Linked DNA regions of Danio rerio: region 1 is linked to region 2. Evidence: chromatin contacts called from public HiCAR-type data. All regions are on one chromosome and are shown on one strand. Each heading gives the region's core, a stretch centred on a gene start, on an enhancer-like site or on the middle of the called end of the contact. The rest is flanking DNA. Distances are from core to core; before and after follow the strand shown.

Evidence for each region. HiCAR-type assays count read pairs that join an accessible place to other places.
Region 1: a contact with region 2 is called in a HiCAR-type map of caudal fin, with 6 times the contacts expected there. The contact joins two enhancer-like sites. A contact is called at or near these places in 1 of 18 Hi-C or Micro-C datasets (embryo) and 1 of 4 datasets of contacts at active chromatin or transcription factors (caudal fin).

Annotation. Positions count from the first base shown.
Region 1 is chr7:37,599,132-37,601,831 of GRCz12tu, reverse strand. It overlaps sall1a (spalt-like transcription factor 1a), which reads right to left. Exons shown (of 3, transcript NM_001146014.1): 3 at 2,435-2,700. Among named protein-coding and RNA genes, the nearest start is that of sall1a, 14 kb to the right of the region's middle. Within about 2 kb of position 1,296, at least 14 of the 62 cell types and tissues checked have an H3K27ac peak or open chromatin away from gene starts, as enhancers often do. A contact at or near this core is called in caudal fin, where this site is marked.
Region 2 is chr7:37,375,598-37,378,297 of GRCz12tu, reverse strand. It overlaps a transcript of sall1a not described here. Among named protein-coding and RNA genes, the nearest start is that of sall1a, 210 kb to the left of the region's middle. Within about 2 kb of position 1,392, at least 6 of the 62 cell types and tissues checked have an H3K27ac peak or open chromatin away from gene starts, as enhancers often do. A contact at or near this core is called in caudal fin, where this site is marked.

The DNA of each region.
Region 1 (2,700 bases), core at 47-2,546, 220 kb before region 2:
GATGCACTACATACAGCATACTGACACATTTTCCTATAGCAATCTTTAAATAAAAAATAAAAAATAAAAAAATAAATAAACAAACAAAATAAAAAATAATAAATAAATAAATAAATAAATAAATAAATAAATAAATAAATAAATAAATATGGTCATCAATGGTAGATCAACTGAAAGTTACACTCAGTTCATCTCTATGTTTTTATAAACGATAATGCCATGCAGGGAAAGGTAACAGGGTTTATTATAGCATTAGTAGTAATTATTGTTTAATATTCAGGTCATTCTTTCATTTTGTGATCTGACTAGGGAGACTTTTCAGGTGTTTTTGACTTTTCTATAATTGTCTGCTTCATACAAATAATTTCATAGAATGTTTCATTTGTTTAAATCCCATTTCAAGATGCCTTTGTATTTTGATTGTTTTAAATAAAAGGACAATTCACACTCTATTAGGTAATGTTTATAATATTAACCATTTATAATTGTAATAATCATAGCACAAATAAATGATGACTAATAATAAATGTAATCTTTCATTATCAGAGCAGAAGCAGACAAAAGGTAACATGAGCTTTTGAATAAAAATAAAGACTAAAACTAATCTTTAAATAACATAATTTTAATGCAATGCATGAACATATGTTAAAGCGTATTTATCTATTTATTATATTTGTTAATTTGTTTGTTTGTTTTTAAGATAATGAATCATAGTTAAATTAAAAAAGGTTTGATCACAAAAACTAAGAACTGAATTGGAATAAACTACAGTATATTTTATTGACTTATTATCCTATTCAACTATTAGTTATTATTATTAATGTAAGAAAATGTTTTCCAACCCACCAAAATGGTAATTTTCATATGGTCTGAACAGACGGCCATTCGTTGAAATTATTTATTATTGCCATTATTATTATTATTATTATTATTATTATTATTCAAGCTGTTTTAAATGGACGTTTCGATATTAACATAACATGATAAATTATTTCCTTGTTTATCAGGCTAATATTCGATATGACTCATTGCAAATAACAGAGAAACAATCAATTTACTTTAACCATTTATTATTAAGAAATGCCAGTAATAACGTTTGGCGACATTAACGGAAATAAGAAATGTTTTCGCCTAAGAACAAAGTTTAACAAGAGAGAATCAAATCACTTTTATATGAAACACCGCATGAGAAATGTCATTAACTGAAAACTTTAGAGCGACGGTGTGAATGAAGAGCGCGCGCGCTGTCACCGCGGAATCCGGAAACTGACGAAGTGTCCAAACAAAGCGCCTGTCGCGGCTCCTCAAAGAAGGAGCACAGATTGAGAGGGGCGGGACCCTCTGCCGCTCCCGGACTGTTTGCAAGGGTCATTTAGCATCGCGATCTTGTAAATATTGGGGAATTTAGCCAGCTATAAAATCCGGGGAGGAGGCGGCGTAGGGCGAGAGGATGAGAGCCTCGAATTAACAGATCCTGCGTTTCAGGAAGTGCAATGGTGTGTTAAATTAAATGCAGCTGGTGAAAAAGCAGGACATATATTTTATGTTAAACGATGATAGATTGATGGTTATTATTTTGATTTTTAAAGCCCACTCTTCATCAGTGACATTTACTTTAAGAGTTTACAGCCTAAATGTTTTAAAAGTGGCTGAATACGTACAGAGAATCAATATTAAAACTATAACAATAAAGCACCTGCATAAAAGGATATTTTAAGCCTTTGCTGGTGAGGACAAAACCTTGCTTTAGATGCAGAGGCGGAAGCAAATGTCGCTTTTGTACCGCATAAAATTAGAAGAATGTGCTAAATTGTTGTTCTATATAAAATGTTTAAAGTAACATTTAAAGCAAAAAGAAAAATCTAGATAAAACATAACATTTACGGAGGAGCCTAATTTTACAGACTTCATCTAAAAACCTACCCCATTCATTTAAAGAAAACGGCTTAACCTACATGAAAACTTTCCCTTATGAGACAGGAACGGTGAACCAATCCATCTAAACAAACGCTGAAAGAAAGGGGCTTCTAAAACGATCGATTGTTTAATTAAAGATGCTGAAGCCTGTCAAGAGGCAGAATGATGAACTCAGAAATGTGACTTACAGCCGAGCTGCATGTGTTTTAATGAAGCGCTCTGTAATTGCATTTGCATCCTGACGGACGCGGTCTGACACGTTGAAGTTAAATATGTAACCGACTTTGGATTAACATTTCACACGTTTAATGCACTCTGTCGGGAGAAGAAATCCATAGTCCATCAGCCAAAAGAAATTCTACCCGAGGTAAAAACAGGATATCGACTGGGCAACCTCAACATTTTTTAAATGAAAAAATACTTACATAATTTAAACACTTAAGATGGATGAACAAACTCGAGAGAGAGAGAGAGAGAGAGAGAGAGAGAGAAACAAATAAATCATCAAGGCCGACACTCTTTCTTTTGGAAAACTGATGTATTTGATTATTAGAGTAAAGAATTACAGTAACGTAGTTGTTAGTAGGTATTAAACTGTAGAGAAACTGGGCCCTAAAAGATCTTCCAACTTTTCAAGAAAGTGCATGTAACAGTCCATATATATATATATTTATATAATATTTATAAAAACACTATCATCATTTTGTCCCCTGGTCGAGATGGACTTGATGTCTTCGAGTAAGACTATGTACAATTGTTGTAAAGGAATTTGTTGCTCCACAT
Region 2 (2,700 bases), core at 143-2,642:
AAGACAAAGCTACTGAGATGTGTGTGTGTGTGTGTGTGGTGGGGGGGAGTGTGTGTGCCGTAAGACATCCAGCACACCTGAACACACAGTTTAAGACAGGAAAATTAGGCAGACTGTTGAGCGCCGTTTTCACTGCAAGAACAGCCAAGAGAACTTTAAGAATCTCTTCCAATTAACTTCACGAAAATGACTGCAGTGTGTAATGACAACTTCCCCCTAATTGTAACTTTAAAATAGAGTTGCAGTGCTCCAAAGATACACTCCATTAGCTGTCAGCGAAGAGAAAAGTGGTGACAGAACTGCCACACAATCAACAGTTAGAAGACAGCCAAACTGTGAAGAGCCCCTTCTGAACCCAGTGAGTGAGAGATTGGTTTTAAACTGTTAAAATCATTGGCAACATGCAGATGAATGTCGAGAGAGAGAAAGAGGCTGCCACAAAACATACAAACACACCGGCATACTGTACACACAGACGTGAGTATTCGACGCCTTATTTGATTTAAAAACCAATGCTGTACTGAATCTATTTTTTTTAATCGATTAGATTTAAGTAGATTTAACAATGTGTGTATTTGTAAAATAATTTCAGGGATATAATAATAAATGTTAACTTTTGAATCAAGTAACAGAAAACAAATATTAATATATTTCTTGTTCACATTTCCAGACTTTCAGAATAAATAAATAATTACTTAATATTTACTATACACTATGGACATTATTTTTATATTATTTTTACATTATTATATATTTTTTTACACCTGTTTGTTAAGTCTTTTTAGCTGGTATGCCATCATAACCTGTCAATTTACCCTCAACTCAATTATGTGTGTGTTGTGTGTGACCATGTACAGTATACATGCTTTTCTATTGTGTGTGAAATCTTAATTATGAGTCATCCTATAGATATAAATATAAACAAAAATCATTCATCAACATTTTGAAACTATAAATGCATCCTATTATCTGGCTAGAATTAAGATTAGATTAGAAATGGAAGACGATTTACCCAACAATGATGTATTGAATATAATATAAGTACTAAGTAATATTAACCATTACAACAGTAACAAGATTGTAGGTCATCAATACTTTTTGTTGTTGCCATTTTTTTGTCGTAGGCCTCACATTGTACACACCTCTCTTACACACTGCATTCAGTAAAGACACTAAACGTAAATACACACCTCTCTCTCCTCTGCATACTGAGAACTCCATGATACCGGTGCTCGACGCCGCATCACTGCTCGACTGCCCCTCACTCTCCCCGAGACCAACAACAATTTCTTTTCTTCTCTCTTTTCCTGCTTCTCTCTCTCGCCCCTTTCTCTTTCTATCTCTTTTTAAGAGTCAGTGTCACAGAACGAGACTTTAAATGCTGCTGCATCACACACACATTCACAGCGTAAAAGAGAGGGAGAGAGTGAGTGTGTGTGGGAGAAGAAACAGAGTAAAAGTCAGAAAATAGTCAAATATCGTAATCTGTATTGATTTTATTTCTTAAATCATATAATTTGTTCAAATTTATACCATGACATAAACAGGAAATCTACACTTAGGCCAGGAAGTAATTAGAAAACGCAAAACACACATACACACAAACAGATATGTATACATGTTTACGTACACTAATATCTATTTCTTACTTTCATACAGTACGTCAACTCAGTTTATATATATATGTGTGTGTGTGCGTGTGTGTGTTCGTGTGTGTGAGAGAGAGAGAGGAGTCAAAGACATGGGTACCGGGAAGCAGTACGAAGCTTGTTCTCTCTAAGCTTTAAAAGTTTGATAGAGAAGATGCAGCAGCACCACCTTCTGGTAAACAAAGGTATAAAGGGCAAAAAGACACCAGACCTATGAGCTTCATAGAAAAAGTAGTCCGAAAAAAGTGTGAAAGATCATTGATATATAAAACTTTCCAGTGATTATATTAAATGATACTCTTCGCCATTTTCATCATCACATAATGAAAACAGAAAGCTTTACCTAGACCCCACCAAGCCGTGCATTCATATTTCTTTGCCTCCCCCTCTCTATTCCAGCTGCGGTTAGAATAGAGGGATGTAAATAATCATCTGTGTGTCTCACCCCCATTTCCTACAGAGGATCTCCTGCCCTCTAATAACAACTTAATCAGTGTGATTACACATTCATCACCGTGTGTGTGTGTGTACCATGTGTGTGTGTGTGTGTGTGTGTGTGCTTTTGAAAAAGGGGGGCTGGTTGTTTTAGTTGGGAAATGAAATATTTGGGACCAGGTCCTATGGCCTGAGAGAGGACAGCAAGTCACATGGCAGCTGTATAAACACTGGGAATGTTCTGCGGACAGGTACAAGAGAGACTCCAAATTTGCAACAGCCCAAAACCATTAAGGTGCAACGGAAAAGAATGAATGGACGGCTCATATTGAAAACATGAATGATTAATTATTGAAAATACGACAGTAATGGGGTTGCCATGGCTAGCAGGGAATCCAAAATAAGAGAAAGCAATGGCACTTTTCATGCTTGAACGAGAGTTAATGTATTCAGTTTTAAATATATGAGAACTTTGCACGCAAGTGTGCGTACAGTATGTGTGTGTGATCAACAGAAGCAGCTATTAACTATTAATTTTATTATCATTGCTTTTTTTTGGTTTGAGAAAAATAATTTTAAACCATAAATACCAATCTAGAAAAATTATATAGCCTAC